3 separate regions of the Sus scrofa genome follow, and all the other regions are linked to region 1. Evidence: chromatin contacts called from public Hi-C and HiChIP or PLAC-seq data. All regions are on one chromosome and are shown on one strand. The core of a region is the stretch at or near the end of the contact, and the rest is flanking DNA. Distances in the headings are between cores, read along the strand shown. Region 1 holds the start of FAM172A (protein FAM172A). Region 2 holds the start of KIAA0825. Region 3 holds the start of NR2F1 (COUP transcription factor 1).

What was found. A called contact is a pair of places that touch in the nucleus more often than the background predicts. HiChIP or PLAC-seq counts read pairs in DNA pulled down with a chosen protein or histone mark.
Region 2: an H3K27ac HiChIP or PLAC-seq map of alveolar macrophages shows a contact between it and region 1. The contact joins the promoter of KIAA0825 here to the promoter of FAM172A in region 1. A contact is called at or near these places in 1 of 5 promoter capture datasets (liver) and 2 of 2 datasets of contacts at active chromatin or transcription factors (alveolar macrophages and skeletal muscle).
Region 3: a contact with region 1 is called in a Hi-C map of skeletal muscle, with 2.5 times the contacts expected there. The contact joins the promoter of NR2F1 here to the promoter of FAM172A in region 1. A contact is called at or near these places in 2 of 47 Hi-C or Micro-C datasets (fibroblasts and skeletal muscle).

The regions. Positions count from the first base shown.
Region 1 is chr2:100,890,977-100,895,024 of Sscrofa11.1, reverse strand. FAM172A (protein FAM172A) reads left to right here and starts at 1,431. Exons shown (of 11, transcript XM_013994983.2): 1 at 1,431-1,595.
Region 2 is chr2:101,289,620-101,294,000 of Sscrofa11.1, reverse strand. It overlaps KIAA0825, which reads left to right and starts at 2,018. Exons shown (of 20, transcript XM_021085379.1): 1 at 2,018-2,148. The region is part of intron 2 of SLF1 (SMC5-SMC6 complex localization factor protein 1); the gene reads right to left.
Region 3 is chr2:100,445,248-100,449,007 of Sscrofa11.1, reverse strand. It overlaps NR2F1 (COUP transcription factor 1), which reads right to left and starts at 1,347. Exons shown (of 3, transcript XM_003354213.4): 1 at 645-1,347. The coding sequence starts at 1,104.

The sequences.
Region 1 (4,048 bases), core at 182-2,681:
TAACAAATTCTGATTTGCATTTTAAAAGGACTTCTACAGTTTCCAATAGGAGAACTGCCTGCAGAGAGGTAAGAAGCATGGAGAGCAATTAAAAGACAATTAGAGCATCCCATGAGGACTAGAATAGTAGCTGCAGAGGTGGTGAGAACTGATTAGATTTAGGGTAATTTTTGAAAAAAGAGCCACCAATTTTGCCGATTGACTGGATGTGAAATGTGAGAGAAAGAAGAATCAAGGTACGACCTGAACAATTTTAAGAATCAATTTGCCATTTACTGAGATGCAAAGATATGCAACAGGAAAGGAAAACAGGTTTTGGAGATAGAAAATGCCGTTTGAGATGCATGTTAAATATCCTGGTAGATATGTTTAGTAAGAAGTGAGCTATGTCAGTATAGAAATCAAATAATCATTGCTGCAAACGGCTATTTGGGAGCCATCAGTATAGTAATGCCAATATAAAAGACAGTGAAGGGAATGAATGAAATCACCTGGAGGATGAAGGTTGCTAGAAAGGGTAAGAGATCTGGGTCACACTAACATCAAGAAATGAGGAAGAATCTAGCAAAGGAGAATCAAGAGTTCTGTGGAGTTCACAAAAGTCAAATGAAGAAGGTTTTTCAAGTTTCAAGAAGTAACATGTGATTAACTGTGTAAAATGCTGAATAGTTAAGCTAGATGAAGACTAAGAGTTGTCCCTCGGATTTATCAGGATTGTTTAAATTCCCAAATATCTACAAACTCTCTTTTCATCGTAACGAATAAACTAGCCAAGAGGTCTCACATTTAGGTATGCGTAACAAAGAGCTAGAGTTTATGCTTAACATCATGTACTCTGGACTTTGCCGGCCACTTAGGGAATTTTCATGGGTAATTTTTACTATCAGTGATTTCTGCCATAAAGGCTGAGTTTTGATCCAACCCCCTGTTAGCGATGTGACCATAACTTTCAACATCTGTTTTTAATCATCATGTTAGTATTCAGGAGGTAGGAAAAAAAGCAGGCTCAAGAAGCCTATGCCTCACTACCTACTTTATATAAGTTATAATTTAGAGGTAAATTTAATTTTCTAAATCTTAAGTCTCCCACCTCCTATGTCTTTTCTGGAGTTGAATGGATCAGGTGAAGGGGGAGAGACCATGAGAATGGGCAATTAGCTGCATGGGCTCCCGCAATTGTTTTTAAAATTCTGCTTGGAGAATGGGGCTTCACCGTAGCCCCATCCTTTAAAACTACCCAGGAAATGGTGTCCCTCGCCTTAAACGGCGAGGGAAAGGCGAGGAGAGCCCACATGATAAAAACTGGACAACGCTTACCTCCCACAAGTTCCTCTCTCCCAGCCTACCTACCGCCACAGGAACCAACCCACCGACCACGCCCCTCCCATTTCCGGCTTGTCGCGGCCGCCGCCGTCGCGTACGCAATGACGTTTTAGTCTCCTGCGGACCCCGGAAGTGCAACTCGAACTTGGTCGGGGCGCGGATCCCAAGAGGCAAAGTCATAACAACCGCACGAGGGAGTTCCACTGGCGAGCTGGAAGGCCACGCCTCCTCCCGCCTCCCCCCGCAGCCCTGCAGCTGGGGGCAGAGCTCAGGTAGGACCTGCGTTTGCCGGGTTTGTGAGCTCCGGGGGCAGGCCCGGGCCGAAATCAGAGGAAGAGGCTGGCCTTGTTTCATCTTGGGCGAAGGTCCCTGGCGATGGGGTCCCTGGCGCTGGGGCCGGAGACTGCCCGGAGCCACGCTGCGGTTCCTGCGGACAGCTCTGCCCTAAGTCCCGGACCCCGCTGATGGGGAGCTTCCACCTGACGTTTCCACTTCCTAGGCGGGAACACGTGTGTTCCCTAGATGAGTCTCCTTACAGTTGGACATACGGGGTTCTGGGAACCTAGAGATTGTAGCGTAAGGGACCTTCCTGCTTTCTCAGGTGGGGAGTATTGCAGTTCTCTGGTTAACGATATTTCTACAAATTATCATCACCTGCCAAAGCTTTGCCAGCAGTCGTTCGCTGCAGACGGAATATTAAAGTGTACTTATAGAATGCTATCAAAACTTGTAACATGCATGGGCGCTGGTGGAACATTTCACCGAGATGAATTCTTAATTGAATACTTTGGACTTTGAAGTAAAGTTAGGTGTATTTTGGAAACAGTCTTCTCTTTTCCTCATCCAAAGATTTAATATATTTTTCTGGTGCTCCAGAGTGTGTATCTGTTGTGCCAAATAATCGGTTACTTAATTTAGTGCTATATTTATTGGTAAGCACTATTGCTGCGTTTGTTTGTTTCTCCAAATCCTCTGAAAAATTGCAGAGGGAGAATCCTGTAGTTTTCAGGCTAGCAAGTGCCTTCTACTGTTTATCAAATGGGTGCAATGTGATGCAATCTATGGTATCCTTTTGTCTTAAAACAGTGTAACAAGTATATTCTTTGTGCTTACTTTTTTTATTCCTCATTGAGAGGGACCTATATATTTCATTTAATGTATTGAGAAGATAAGTCACAGAATATTTTTTGGACATACTGGTACCATGCTTCTATCTGGCTTCTTAACTAGGTGTTCCACTTAAGAGTAAAACCTAAGCAAGGGAAGCTCTGGCTGGCTTTGAGGCAGTGGCTGCTGCAATTCTGGTAAATGGTAGAATAGTACCAATTTCAAGAGGGCAGTATGACCTGTGACGTTGTGAATATCCATCTATTCATTCAATTATCATATATTTATCGGCCACCTTCAGTGTGCCAGGTCATGTTCTAGGTGCTGGGCTTACAGTAGTGAACAAACAGGCAGTCTTTGTGCTCCTGAACTTTACATTGTGGTGGATAGAGAAGCACAGTTAGCAAGTAAGTGTAGCAAGTAGTGATAAGAGGTATGAAGAAAAATAAAGCAGGTTGAAGGGTGACAGAATGATGAAGCATGCTGTTTTATGTCAGTCAAGATCAGCCTTGCTGATGATAAGAGGACTTTTGCCTAGAGATGTGAATGAAATCAGGGTGAGCTCTGTGGGTATGTGGGCATGTGTTTGAGGCTACGAGAAGGCCCTGAGGCTGAAATATGTTTGGTATATCTTGGAATGGCGTGGATGTAGGCATGGAGGCATCAGTGTTTAACAGTCTCAGGAATATTTATACAGTGATTTGTGTGAGCATGAGGGATCTTATTTATTGACAGCCTATTTTTTTTTAGCTTTCCCGGACAGACCTCTAAGAGGAGAATCTGTTGTTTTCTGATATATAGAAATGTTTCCAAGATTTTCATTAGCACTAACAAAATTAAGCACTATTTTCTCAGTTGTGCATAACTTGTGCTGTCTGTTTTAGGGTCAGATTGGGCTTGTACAGTGGCCATGGATAACTAAGTAGCAAATGAAGTAAGATATCTTTTGTCAGTTTTACTTTCCATTCTTTTTTAAAAATTTTATAACAATCATTTTAAACATTTCAGTGGCATTAAATATATTCACATTGTTATGTAGCCATCACTACCATCCATTTCTAGAGCTTTTCATCTTCCTCAACTGACGATACATACCCATTAAACATTAATTCCCAATCCCTCCCTCTACTCAGTCCTGGGCAACCACTAGCCTAGTCTGTCTCTATGAATTTGCTCTGGATACCTCATATAAGTGGAATCATATAACATTTGTCCTTTTGTGACTGGCTTATTTCGCTTAGCATGTTGTCAAGGTTTATGTGTATTGTAGCATATGTCAGAATGTTCTTCCTTTTTAAGACTGAATAATATTCATTGTATGTATAGACTACGTTTTGTTTATCCATTCATTGGTCCATAGATGCTTGGGTTGCTTCCACCTTTTGGCTGTTGTGAATAATGCTACTATGAAGATGAGTGTGTAAATATTTGCTTTAATTTCTTTTGTTTATATACCCAGAAGTGGTAGTGCTGGATCATGTGTTACTTCTGTGTTTACTTTTTAAGGAATTGCCACACTGTTGTCCGCATGGCTACACTATTTGCATGTTTTCCTGACAGTGCACAGAGGTTACATTTTCTGTACATCCTCACCAACACTTCTCCACATCCTTGCCAA
Region 2 (4,381 bases), core at 769-3,268, 400 kb before region 1:
GACATGGCTCAGATCTGGCATTGCTGTGACTATGGCGTAGGCCAGAGGCTACAGCTCTGATTCAACCCCTAGCCTGGGAACTTCCATATGCCATGAGTGTGGCCCTAAAAAGACAAAAAAAAAAAAAAAAAAAGATAATTTGGATAAGTAACTAAGAAAATTTAAAAACTTCGGTATTTTACTTTTAGGCAGTAAAATGTCTCAGGTGACAAATAGTACATAGCACATTTTACAGCACATTATTTTCTATTAGCATATTTAAGGAGAGTCAATTATAAGAGTAACTTAAGATCCATCTTAGTTGTATTTTTGAGAAAGGTTCTTCACTTTCTTTAGGTTTTATTTTTTGCAGTCTATATAGAATTACTGATTTTTTTTAAATGTGTTGCTTAAATAGTGAAAAGACTATCTCAGAAGAATCAAAGAAACACCACATAGTTAATAAAAGTATTCTATTGGTTTTCTTAAAGGCAAGGTTTTCAGACATGAGTGAAAATTTTCGACACCTATTATGAAATCTTCAGCATTCTGAATTGTGATTATGAAAAATAACATACTTGACCGCCTTTTCGAAGACTGTTTCACAGGCTTTAGGGAAGCAAAAAAATATTAAATCATATAATTGAATTTCCCTTAAATCAATAAGGCAAAAGAAAAATTTACATTTAGAAAACAGACCTAACAGGAGCATATTTGTGTTACTGAAGGCTAATTTTCTTCACAATAAAAACGTACACAAGTATTAAAGTACCTTAATTCATTTAAATTTAGAATACTGAGTTAACTTAATCATAATCAAACTAACTCGTTATAAAAGCGCACCTCAAGCTATTAACTTATGTAGGAACACCTGCAATACAGGTTAGTCAAACTTGCTTAAAATGGGAACATCTTGCACATCAATAAGTACTTCTAGGAAATGAGGCATAATGTAATAACATAAGCCCAAAAGTTCATGAGGTGCAGAGTCTGTCACACGTACACTGTAAATTCAGTTTAAATTTTCATTCCTAATGTCTTAAAAGGAATTTTTTTCCGCTTTTTTTTGATATAGCACAGTCATTCGTCAAAGAGGTTGGTGCTACCAAAATCAAGCTCCATCTAATTTCTGGGTCAAATCCTGCTATGGAGTACTCAAAGTAGATTAAGATTTTGTCAGTATTTAATCAGACGTTTGGGAAGTGGAAGAACTCTCAGGACAACCATAGCCATGTTCCCAGACTTCAAATGGCTAAGATATTAAAATCCCTAGGAACAGAGATAGACGTGTATGTGTGTGTGTGAGAGAGAGAGAGAAAGATTGCGTGTGTGTGTTTGAAGGCCTAGAGCAGCCGCAGTTATGTTCATTACCATTTGGGTAAATTTAAAATTCTACTAGGGAAAAAAGAATGACAACATTTTCCTCGTCACAGGAAGGTGGGCCTGGGGTATCCCAAACACCTGCACTGACGCTGAGTTATGGAAAGCAGCCAAGAATCTGGGACTCAGGGAGAGGCGTCCCAGTCGGTTCTATGGAAACGAGAGACGCGAGTGGCCTAGTGCAGTCTTGGCAGGAAACCCAACTGCGGAGCTGCGCAAACAGGAGGCGGGGGAAGCCGCTGAGCCCCGCACTGCAGAGGCGCTCGGCTACCGTCCCCGCTGCGGCACCGGGGCGGGGTCTGCGGTCGCAGCTCACCGACGCGGGCGCCAAGCGCGGCGACTCGGCCGAGAGCGAACAAACGGCAGCTGAGGAAAACGCCAGAGGCAGGCGCCGCCGCCGCTCACCCCGGCCCCTTCCCAGCCTCACAGCCGAGAGGCGCAGAAACTTCGAGGGCACGGAGGAAACATCCCTACAGAGTCAGGGTACACCGTGTCTTCCGAGCTGAGGCCCTTTACCTTCCCGGCCGGAGTTTCTGGGCTGCTTCCTTCGCGCGGCGGCGGGGACAAGGAAGACGACAGCCGCTGCAGCACTGGCTGCTTCACTAATCCGGGCTCTGGGAAATAATTTCCCGCCGCGCGCTCCGCGCCCCCGGAAGCTATTGCGCCATTTCCGGGTGGTTGTTAGTGACGCTCTCCAGCGGTCGTCAGGGCGGTCTGAGAAGGGTGCAGGACTTGATTATTGCTGGCGAGTCAGGGCCCTGCTAGATCAGCTACGAAGGTGGGAGACTGGTGAGTCATTTTTCTGGGTTACCTTTTGGGCCTGGTACTTCCGGCCTCCCGGGGCTCCGTGCAGCATTTCGGCCGGACCAATAAGTGAGCGGGAAAGGATTGAACTAGGAGCCCCCATCATCCCCGTGGGCTCGATCCTCTGTTCTGTTGGAGAAGGCCTTAAGATCCCAACTTACCGTCTTCTCCCCTCGCAGCATTTGTCTCCAACTTGGAACTTGACCTCGGCTCCCGAAGTGCCCCTGGGCAAGGCCAAAGACACCTTGTACCGCTACTCGGTGTAGCATCGAGTCTCCCAACCAATGATCAAGGGATGTCCATACTTTCCCATTGGCCACTCTAGATTTTCCGGAGGTGCTTTACCATCCTTTTTCTGAGTACTCTTGGCATTACGCTGGAGTGCAATTCGTGGGAGGAGGCTGCTAGTCGGTTGAAGTGGACACCTTGTATGTTTTGAAAGTGGGATGAGGGGTTCGTTCCTGATTTAGAATTAATTCAGCTGTCCAGGCGCAGTTTGAAATAGGTGAGAATAGTCTGTTTATCTGGCTGCTATGAGCTAATGAGATAGGAGAACAAGTTTAGAATTTCATACATGGGCTTTAGATTTTAATCCTCTGTTAATGAGTTTGCAGAAAGTAGGTGTGCTTTCAGAAAGGGCTGCCCCTGCTCTGCTCCAGGCTTCCTTAGTTAATGAGGGATTCAGGAGAATTTTAGGTGGAGGTCTGCGGTTGAATAGTTTTAAAATGAAATTGCTTCCGACGAAGGAATAATGTAAGGAAAGGTGCTCATTTGGTGGAAGATTTTAAAAATGTGATAAAATAATCTTGGCAACTTCTCTCTTTTTTTGAGTAATGCAGTTTCTTCAAGTAAGTAGTTTACACTCTCCATCTTACATTTAAGTAATCACCTGTTCCATAAAACGCAGCTGCTTGGTTTTTTTTTTTTTTTTTCTTTCTTTCTTCCAAAACAGCCAGTTCCAAAGGGAGTTCTAAGGATAACTCTACCATAAAAATAAAAAAAAAAAAATACATTGTGTTCCAATCAAGGACCCTGATGCACCAGGCAAATGCCTTGTTATTTTTTGAGAGTAATTCGGCCATATTTAGGACAAGTTCAACTCCTTGTTGATTAACAATTCAAACTTTCATCATCTCTTCATTTGTTCTCAGTTTTGTCATTTTTATTGAATCTTGGTGGTCCATTCTTCAGCTGAAAGGATTATAAATCCTTTAAGGGAGGTTACATGTTTCTATATACCAGCTAGTTTTTAGATAGGTAATAGGGTGTTTTTTTGTTTTATCATTGCTCTTGATTTGTGACATCTCCTTTCAAATTAATACAGCCAACCGCTAACACTAATCACAAATAGTCACTGTCTGCCACACACTTTACATTTATTATCTTAAACTTACTGCCATTCTACAAGAAAAGTCATTTATCCCTGTTTTGCAAACATTTTATACCAAGGCTCAAAGACATACCCACAGATTATACACTTAAATGGCAACTGAGATTTGAACCCAGTTTATCTGAATCCAACCCTTGGCTCTTTTTCATGTGCTCTATACTTCCTCTCGTAAATAGCCATAACGGAATCATTCTTTTCACTCTCAGGTAAAATAGGATAAGTAGTAAATCACATTCAGAAGTCAAATGGATAGCAAAACTTGAGTATAAAGAGATTTAAGGAATGTGTAAGCAATTAATTCCTTAATGTGTTAATATTAAGGGATGTGTTAGGGAATTTAAGGAATCACAATAAGGTAATTTTCACATATACATAATCCAAATTCTTTTCTGTATTGATCCTAGGCCAGTTTTATCATCCTAATTCAAATCAAGCAATCTAGAGACCATTAGTATATTAGTGACTCTAAGTCTAGAGTATCAGCTATCTATTTAGGCAGCTTCTATTTGTGTGTCTATGTAAAAACAGAGAAAATGAGTGATGAGTACAAATTCATAGAACTGAACTTTGTGATGCTCTCTAAGGAATTATTATCCATTGGCTGTTAGCAAAACCATTCTGTTTCACTCGTGTAACCCTCAGAGAGATGGTCATTATCACACATTTTAAGAGACTATGCTTAACTAAACCTACCCCTTCCAATATTCTATTGTATGTAAAGAAATATAAATAGATTGTCAGGGAATTTACTTAAAGTCTAGTTAAAGTAACTAGTACTAGAAATGATATAGAAATTATAAACAGTATTTCGTTTTGCAGAAAAAAAAA
Region 3 (3,760 bases), core at 98-2,597, 450 kb after region 1:
CCAGCTCGGTGAAGAGGAGAGGGAACCAGTGAACAGGCCAGAAGCCCCCCTTCCCCCCTAATTAGACCTACAAGTGCAATAAATCTCACTCCTCTTTTCCCAAGCTAAGCTTCCAAAAGGATGATGCAGTAATGAATCTATGGTTCAGAGTACTCCAGTCTCCAGCCCTCCCCCATTTTAAATAAAGGGCATGAAGAGGTGGAGGGAAAAGTGGAATGAAAAAACACAGAAACAGAGTTTTCTGGGGGAAAAAGCACCCCTCCCCAAGTACATGCCAGCACAGCCCCGAGCATCCTCACGCACACGCGGGAAAGAGACACACACCGAGCACATCCAAGACAGAGGAAGGGGATTTTAAGCCACAGCTCACGATCCCAGGGACTCAATCCTGAGCAGGCAGCGGGCGGGGTGGAGGAGCCGGGGAGTGGAGCGCAGGCCGGGAGGGGGAGGCAGCGGCAGCGAGCTGGGGAGAAGGGGGGGGGACGCCGGGGGAGGAAGGCAGCGGGGACAGGGGAAGCTGGGACGGGCCGGGACCGCAGGAGCCCCAGCCTCATACAGCAGCCACCCCCGCCGGAGAGAGAGAAAGAAAGAGGGCCGGGGAGGCGGGCGAAGCTCAGGGAGAGAAGCACAGAAGAAATATTCACCTTCCCGCCTCATGCCCACTTTGAGGCACTTCTTGAGGCGGCAGTATTGGCACTGGTTGCGGTGATGCTGGTCGATGGGACAGTTCCTGTTGGCACGGCATGTGTAAGTTAAGTTCCTGCGGACGCTCCTCTTGAAGAAACTTTTGCAGCCCTCGCAGGTGAATTGGCCGTAGTGCTTGCCGCTCGACTTGTCCCCGCACACCACGCACTCGATGTGCTGCTGGCTCTGGCCCGAGCCAGGCGGGCCCTGGCCCTTGTCCCCTGCCGTGCCGGGGGTGGCGGGCGCTCCGGGCTGGCCCGGGGTCTGCGGCGTGTGCGGCGCGCCCGAGCCCGCCTGCTGCTGCTGCTCGCCGGCGCCGCCGCCGCCGCGGGCCGCCTGCGCTGCGGGGTTGGGGCCGCCGGGGTTGCCCCCGGCCACGTCGTCCTGCGGATCTCGCCAGCTGCTAACTACCATTGCCATATCTTTGGGCCCGGGGAGCGCTGGGGGGAGCCGAGCTGCTCGCCGAGGGCCGTGGGGCGCGCGGGCGCGCTGGGAGGGGAAGGGGAAGGGGAAGGGGGGAGGGGGAGGGGGCGGGGGGCCCGCCCGGCGCCCCGGGGTCGCGGGAGCGGAGCCCGAGCCGGGCACTGGCCGCTGCTTCTGCCGCCGCCGCCGCTGCCGCCGCTACTGCCTCGGCCGCCCCGCTGCTGCTGCGCGCCCGCCCGCCCTGCTGGCGTTTTGTTGTGGTTCCTGCTGTTTTCTTTCTCTCTTTTTGCAGCCCCCCAGGCTCTCAGGCTCCCCCCCCAACACCCCTGCTCCCCTCGCCCGCTCCCCCCGCGCTCTGATCCTGGGGGGCCACGCTCTCCTTCCCCCCCTCCCCACCCCCCCCAGCGACCAAGCTCCCTTCTCTCGCTTTTTTCTTCTTCCCCAAGTTGCAAAATCAGAAATGGCACAGGCGGCAGCCGGGAGCGGCGCGGGGCGCAGCGCCGGGGGCGGCGGGCATGGGCCACGGCGCGCGCACACACTCACCCTCCGCCTCGCCCGCACCCCCGCGCACACACACACTGGCACACACACTCGCTCACCCGCGCCGGGCGCCCGCCCGCCTGCCGGCCGCTCGGGCTACGCGCTGCGCGCCGGCGGAGCAGACATAGAGGAAGCGGGCGAGGGCGGCGGCGGCGGCGGAGGAGGAGGAGGTCGCGGCTGCCGGCGCCTCTGGAGCTGCCGCCTCAGCTGCAGCGCCGAGCGCCGCTGGAGGAGCCCGGGCCCGGGCCGGAGTCCGAGCTGGAGTCGGGGCTGCAGCCAGAGGAGCGCGAGCCCAGGTCGGGGCCGCCCGCACCGCCGCCGCTGTCCCGGCGGGAGCCCTCGCTGGGCTCGGGATTGAGGGGAGCGCGGTGAGCCGAGCAGGGCGCGGGGCGAGGCTGCCGGCGGCGATCAGGGCGCGCTGGTGTCGGGGGGCCAGGTCCAGGGCCGGACGCAGCCAGCCATTCAGGAAGGCAGCGCTGGAGAGCAGAAGGCAGCCAGCGAGGAGGATCACACACTTTGCTCTTTTTGTTGTGCGGGTGGCGCCGGGCTCTCGCTGCCTTCTTCTTTCGGGAGGTGACAGAGGGAGAAAAAAATACGAGATAATTCACGCCGGCGACGATTTCACAGCGAAATAGAAAAAATAAAAATCAGAAGAAAAAGAATTGCAAAAAAAAAAAAAAAAAAAAAAAAGCGAAAGAGACATCCAAAGTAGGTCGAATAAATAATCCTCTTCTTTTCCTCTTTCTTGCTCCTTCTTCTGCTTCTTCTGCTATAACACACAGAGCTAGTTAAAAAAACCCTGGAGATCGCCCAAAAATGTTCTTTTTTTAGTATTTTAAATAAGTGCTCTTCAGCCGGGAACCAACACCCTCCCTCCAAAAAAAATCATATATGTATAAAATAACGATAAGAAGAATACGAAGGGGGTGCCTCCTCCTCCTCCTCTTTTTTTTTTTTTTTTCCCTTAAGTTTAGCCCTCACTCCTCTGCAGGAATGGAGTAAAAGAGACAAGGAGGAGGGAGAAAAAGGAAAGAAGAAGAATACGGTGGAAACAACTAATAGAATATGTAAGAAAAGGGAAAGAGGAGAGAGAGAGGGGGAAAAAAGAGAGAGATTGAAAGAGAGAGGCGGAAGAGAGAGACAGAGAGAGAGAGAGAGAGAGGGAGAGAGAGAGAGAGAGAGAGGGAGAGAGAGAGAGAGGGAGAGAGAGAGAGAGAAGAGAGAGACCCCAAAATTGAATGCGTTTAAACGGGAGGACTCGCAGAGCAGTGTTTCCGAAAGGGGGATCTGCGCGAATGTCTGTATATAGTGAACTTTGACACTACTATTGAAACTGACACGTTTCTATGGAGATCGCTGCCTTATATGGAGCTCGTGTCAAGGAGCCAAGAGAAGGGCTGCTGGCAACTGATAATCAAAGGCGACTGACTGGTCAGAGCCCTGAATCGGGGGGGAGAGAAAATGGGAGGCTAAGGTTAGCCAAGCCTCCCGCACGCCATTGGTTGGAGAGCCCCTCCCCCCTCCTCTTTTCCTTTCTTTCTCCCCCCCCCCTTAGCTACCTACAGACGGGAATGGCGTAGAGAGGAGGAGAGAAAGTGAGGGAGGGGGGTGTGCTTCTGACAAGCGCAATTTACATTGAGATCGCCCTGCGCTGCTATTTACTCTGAGACCTGATTAGTATGGGTCGTCTATGGTCACACACACGCACTCTCTCTCTCTCTCTCTCACACACACACACGCACATGAGCACCAGAGGGGGAAGGGATGGCGAAGGGAAGAATGCCTTGCAATGGGTAAAAAGAGAATTCGAAGGCCATTATTTTGTTTTCTCCTGAAAAGTTTTTAAAATTAGGTTTTAGGAGCGTGAAGTGTCATTGAAAATGTTAGGAACATTTTAAATGGGAATTAAACTCTCACCATTTTAATGATTCGTGAAATATTCTGGGTTTGGATTGTTTTCTTCTTTCACATATAAGCACAAGCCAAGAGTGCATTCTGCTCATTTTATATTCCTTCAAGAAACAAAGTAGGGACTCTCTATTTTTTGGTCCAATGTATGTTTTGGTTTTAAAATTAAAGGTTTAATTACGAGAAAACACACTCTTGGAATTTG